Linked DNA regions of Mus musculus: region 2 is linked to region 1. The links are chromatin contacts, called in public Hi-C maps. All regions are on one chromosome and are shown on one strand. Each heading gives the region's core, a stretch centred on a gene start, on an enhancer-like site or on the middle of the called end of the contact. The rest is flanking DNA. Distances are from core to core; before and after follow the strand shown. Region 1 has its middle 37 kb from the start of Wnt4. Region 2 overlaps Hspg2 (perlecan (heparan sulfate proteoglycan 2)).

The links. Hi-C and Micro-C count contacts between places; a contact is called where the count stands out from the background.
Region 2: a contact with region 1 is called in a Hi-C map of muscle stem cells, with 2.0 times the contacts expected there. The contact joins two enhancer-like sites. A contact is called at or near these places in 2 of 39 promoter capture datasets (cranial neural crest and pre-B cells), 3 of 484 Hi-C or Micro-C datasets (muscle stem cells, nephron progenitors and palatal mesenchyme) and 2 of 115 datasets of contacts at active chromatin or transcription factors (the NIH/3T3 cell line and fibro-adipogenic progenitors).

Annotation. Positions count from the first base shown.
Region 1 is chr4:137,313,314-137,316,211 of GRCm38.p6, reverse strand. No RefSeq gene overlaps it. Among named protein-coding and RNA genes, the nearest start is that of Wnt4, 37 kb to the right of the region's middle. Within about 2 kb of position 1,426, at least 25 of the 459 cell types and tissues checked have an H3K27ac peak or open chromatin away from gene starts, as enhancers often do. A contact at or near this core is called in muscle stem cells, where this site is marked.
Region 2 is chr4:137,496,803-137,499,708 of GRCm38.p6, reverse strand. All of the region lies in intron 1 of Hspg2 (perlecan (heparan sulfate proteoglycan 2)), which reads right to left. Among named protein-coding and RNA genes, the nearest start is that of Hspg2, 29 kb to the right of the region's middle. Within about 2 kb of position 1,283, at least 95 of the 459 cell types and tissues checked have an H3K27ac peak or open chromatin away from gene starts, as enhancers often do. A contact at or near this core is called in muscle stem cells, where this site is marked.

The DNA of each region.
Region 1 (2,898 bases), core at 177-2,676:
CCTGGGACTGGAGGAATGGGTAGTAGGAGTTGAACCTAGGTCCCTGAAGGTGTAGCTAGTGCTCTAAACTATGGAGCAAAGCTCCTCCTCTGCTGAGGTGGTTGTTACTTTAGGAAGGAGAGTTTAAAACAGGCTTAAGGACAGCTAGGTGGCCAAGCAGTTCTGTGGTCCTTCCACAGTCTTTATATTTTGTAGTTTATGTAATCTGCTAATTCTGTGTGTGGTGAAGAAAAAGAGGCAGTTTAGACACCTTACACAACTGTATTGCATCTGGGCCCACATCTCTGACCTTCCGTCATCAGTGTTTACCTTCAAGTTCTTGGCTCCAGGTTTGAGTAATAGGGCAACCCCAGACTCCTCAGTGCTGAGCACTGCTTTCCACATCCTTTTCCTGGACTCGCTTCATACTGTCTTGCTGCCTTTGGGTAGTGTGGACATTAGAGCCAGCTATTGACAGGATGGTCCCCGGCCACACTCTGCTCTCCATAGGAATCACTGACCCTCAGGCACACATAAGCCTTTCTTTCATGAGGTGGTGATCCTAATGAGCTGCTCTGGAGCGACTGTCTGTGGCCTGTAAAGTATGCTATTGTTAGAGACTACTTTCACTGGAGTGCACCATTGAGAACTCGAGAGACAGTAGATACTTGCCTATTAAAGATAATATACATTAGAGTCCTGTGTTGGAGGAAGACTGAAATATATGTTTAATAGGGGAGGTTTAAAATAATTGTGCAGACTAATGTGGCCAGGATGTAAAGAAAACCCTGCAGTAAGTGTGTCATGGGTCTGCATTGCGTTCTTCTTCTGAAATAGAAAGGACAGGTTTTGAAGGTAAAGGTGAATACTCCATTACCTATTAGAGTATGAATCAAAGGCATCCTATTCAGCAGCATTTCCTGTGAGCTCTAGCCCCTGGCCACTGTCTGTAGGCAGATAAGCTGAAGTGCTCATCCTAAGGAGCTGCCCTCTGGCCTGTAAAGTAGCTCTATGTATGCTTATTGTTAGACTACTTTCCCTGGAGTATTCAATCTGATACCGGGAGGCCCAATATGTTAATCTCAGCCATTCAACACCCCCACCCCCATATACCAACCAAAGGTATGAATAGTGAAAAAAGAAAGTTAGCAAGGCCATGTTGGTAAATACTGAAAAGGGGTATGTTGACTCCAAGTCCATCCTGGGGGCTTGGCGGGGCAGGGAGGTGGTAAGGGGGACGGGGGAGGCGGGGCGTGTAATGACTGAAGCTTTAAAGAAATAGGAAGAGTTGGGAGGTAGGGAGGGATGCATAATTAAGCTTTTGGTCAAGGTGTGGTCTGATTGGTCAGTGAGTCAGGTTCTGCTGGGTGATTTGGTGAAGTTAATACCTGAGGCCCTGTTCTGGTTCCCAGAGTTGATGGCCCCTGCTAGGGATGATCTCATCCTGGTGTGATCTGTTTGGCAGGCGCTGATGGTCTGCAGTCCAAAGTAACTGCTGGTTTATGACAGTGACTGAAGACTTCCAGGTGCCTTTATGGGGGTCTGGAACAGGACGCTGTAAAAGCTGACAGCGAGGCGTCTCAGTTACTCTTTGTGTCTTAAGCCTCCAAGGAGAATGAGATCGTACCGCTGGTAGGCCAGACAGACAGAGACTAGGGTGCTTCTGAGTAGAGTTCGGCAGCGTTTTGACCTGGAAACTGGGTAGGGTGAAGGTCGGCCGACCTCTGCCCTGTTTGAGTTGGGAGCGAGTGTGAAGTGAGTGCTTTTAGCAAAAGCACTTTGTAGTACCTGATGGTGCGCTTGTCTAGACTTTTATTTGGGAAGTCGGTATTATTTTCTTCTCAGTAATATTTCAGTTCACCCTGCAGAGGGAACTCAGTAGCAGATTCCAGGTGATTAATGTTAGAGATGAATATGAGTGGAAACTGTCCTCATTAAGCCAAGGTGGGCTTCTGGGAAAAGTATTGAAACAACGGCTGCTTTGTCCTGTTGTTCATGGTCTCCCCATTGAATTTTATTATTATTTAGGGCTGAGTTTTTTGTTTGCTTGCTTGCTTGCTTTTTGAGAGAGGGTTTCTCTGTGTAGCCCTGGCTGTCCTGAGACTTGCTCTGTAGACCAGGCTGGCATTGAACTCAGCTCCTTGCCTCTGTCTCTTAAAAGTTGTACACCACCACTGCCTGGTGTAGGGTTGAGTTTTAGCTGTAAGGAATTTAACAGTAGTGCCCACTTTTGTGGGTTAGTTTGACAATCAATTAGTATTTGATTATGGTAGAGTCTGAGCTCCCGTGTCTTGACTGTGGTTAGCTAGCTATAAATGAGGTATTGGGCCAGTTCTAGAGGCAGAAAATAGAGGGTTGTTAGTGAGCTCTAAGCCTAAAACTGAAAAGCTTCATTTGTGCTTTGTGGTCATGAGTTCAGAGCTTCGGAAAGGCCTGTGCTAATACCACACTGTCTAGTGCTTCAAAACGATTATAGAGAGAGATTTTAAATTTTGGTGCCAGTTTTTGACAAGAGTTTCTTAGATGGTTGAGATTAGCTCCATCTAGTGGTAAATTTAGGTTAAAACTCTGACAATTCACTCCAGATTACACTCTAATTTGGATACCAGTTCCTTACTGGGATTTTTCTTTTTCTTTTTCTTTTTTTTTTTTTGAATCAATGACAGAAAGTCATGGAGCTGACTTTATAGTACCTTGCTGCACTGGGAAAACTAGTGAATTCTTCAAGAAGTTAAGACTTAGTCTAGAAATTCCACAGACTATCAAGTTATAAAATCTATGGAACTTCTAACTTAGGGAAATTGTGCAGAGCCTTGACTGCTATACAGTCTTGGGACAGTGTTATGAATACCTTTGATACTTCGGTAGTGAGACCATAGCCCCTGCTGTGCACTATAAGTAGTTTGTAGAGTTGCATTG
Region 2 (2,906 bases), core at 34-2,533, 180 kb before region 1:
CCTTCACTCTATGTGGCACTCTCTCCCATCCTATGTTCCTGTTCCCATAAGTAGACACAAAATCCCTGGGTCTGTCTTATCTGCTGCCAGTTGATCCACACGGGAGCTGAGGCTCATTTTAACTGCCAGGCACAGCCATCATATGTGTGTGTGTGTGTGTGTGTGTGTGTGTGTGTGTGTGTGTGTGTGTGTCCGGGACTGAGCACCACGTGGTCACTTTGTGTTTGTCCGGCTGCTGAGCCTTGGATAAGAGCTGTACTGCCCTCACCTGACAGCATGGTGTGACCTACTGTCTGATCCTCATAGCCAAAGAGCCATGCTGCCACCTGATTCTCATCTCCTGACCACATAAGGGGCTCATTCCTGTCCACAGTGGTAGTCAAAGGCTTGCAGACTATGTCCCTATGCATGCAGGTATGTGACCTCAGACTCTCCAGGAGTGGTAGCAGAACATATGACATGCCTGTAATACCAGCACTCAAGAGGCAAAATCAAGAAGGTCATGAGTTCAAGGCCAGCAGGGGCCTGATTGAGGTCTCGCCTCGAAACCAGTGTCCTGTCTAGGGTGTATCTCAGTAGTTCGCTGATAGAACACCTGCCTTCCTCATGGGCGCAAAGCCCTGGGTTTGGTCCCAAGTACCACCATCACCAAAACACAACCCCACCCCCACCCCCCAAGGGCAGGTGAAAAACAGATTTCTGGCTCCTTCTCAGAGCCCCGGAGGCAGCTTCTCATTGCAGGTTTGACAGAGCTGTGCATACCCATGAGATTCTGAGAGGCGCACTTAAGAACAAGACTGGAGGCTTGTTCTTCCCTGCCTGGGAATAGAGGTGTCTGGAGGGTCAGCCTTGAGCAGGCCTTGATTGACACCAGGGGACTAAGAGGCTAGAGTTGGGGCAGGGACAGTGATCAGGGGCACAGGAGCTTTGAGAAAGGGCATACTTGGGTCCTTTCCAGGTAGGAAAAGTCACGGTGTTATGATCACACCCTCCCAGTGCCCATTCGAGCAAAGCTATGGGGGCCAAGCACAAGGTGCACAGATCCCTGGCACCACTTAGACACTGCTGTCTGGAAAGGAAACTCTTGCTGCTAAGCAAGATCCAGGGCTTCTTGTAGAGAGGAAGGGGGTGGGGTGGGGGAGTAGCCTGGAACCGGACAGGAAATAGCAAAGTGAGATTCAACAAGAAAAAACACGCCAGGAACACACATCTGCAGGAAGGCCAAGGGCACAGGGCTCTGAGTCAGAAGGCCCCCAGCCCTAGACACCAGGTTGACGGTGGCAGCTGCTCTCGCCTGTAGCTCTCTCCCCAGTATTGGAGCATACAGGGGCAGCCAGGGCCCTCAGGGAGAGGTAAGACAGCCAGGGGCAGAGAGTTCGTTTGCAAAAAAAAAAAAGCTGTCTATGCAAAGGCAGCTGTGTTTCACATCTGGGAGGGGAAATGGAGCCAGAGGGAAAGAGGCTCTGGAAAAAAAGCAGAGTGGGCCTGGACACCTGATGGTAGAAGAGTCTGAGTGCTAGCCAGGCTAGCCTTTCCTTGGGACAGTCAAGGCAGAGCCAGTACTCGCTCACAGAGTGCTCCCTGCACACCAGGACCTCCCGAAGCTGGCTGCAGACCTAACCTCTCACCAGTGAGTGCTAAGGACCCTGAGAGTCCCCCTCAGGTCCCCTTTCAGTATAATACATGTCACCCAGAGAACCACAGCTCACAAAGACCCTCTGAGGTGGTGAGGTAGTGGTGTGCGGCTCTTCCCCATAGACCCTGCCTAGATCACCATGGGGCTAACCTGTGCTTCAAGCTCTGCACTAACCAGGCAAAGCCGAATCACTGGGCTAGACCTCATTGAGGCTGCAAGGCCCAACAGGATGGCAGTACCAGAATGAATGCCCAAGGCTACCCAGGCTCCATCTCCAACCTGACCAGTCCCCTGAATGGCCCAAGGGGATGCTGGGCTGGCAGCAGCCTGGGCCTGTGCAAGTGTGTTCCTTAAGTCCTAAGGAGCCATGGGTAGCTCCAAGGTCACAGGCAGAAATAGAACCCAGGCTTCCTGCCCCGTAGCCTGTCTCCGGCCATGCGGGAGCCCTGCTTCCTCCCAGAGGAACGGGAGTACTCAGGCAGGGCTGGAGGGAGATCTGAGCCAGCAAGGAAGGAGCCAAGCAGAGAGGGGATTTTCCAGACCTGTAGGTTGCTAGGGGAAGGGGAGTGGCTGACTCACGTAGGCCAAGGCCAAAGTCTGCCTCTAACTTCAGGGAGTGACTCCTTGAGGCAAGGATACAGGCAGGGTGGTCCCTAGTGACAGCTACTCTCTGAACCCAAGCAGGTGGCCAAACAAGAACTTCTGGGAGGCAGCAGACTCATGCCCTGGGTGTTGTCCAGGTTTTCTTGGTGAGGATAAGGGACACACACGGAGATACCTCTAGATCCAAGGCCTATAGAGGGACAAGGAAAGAAGAGACAGAAAGTAGGCTATCCTCGGTAGCATCCATGAGGCTTCGGAGGGAGTCAAGGTTGACTAGGATGCTTTCAGAGCGCAGAGACATGCAGGGCATAGAAACCAGACAAGGCCTGGAACATGGGGACACAGGTACATACAGGACAGAGAGCGTTGAGTGTGAACCTTTCAAAGGTTATACCATAGACTGCTTCTACGACTGCTTGGATCAAGGCTACTGACCCACAGGAACATGAGAGAAGACAGTAAGAGCCAGAGGGGCTATGAGGTGACCCAGTGGGAAAGATGCTTGCTGACCAAACATGAGAACCTGAGTGAGTTCCGATTCTACACACACACACACACACACACACACACACACACACACACACACACACACACACACACACACACAAACCCAGACTTCATGAAGGTTCTCTCAAGCCAAGTCCTTCCCACACACTGCATAGAGCAA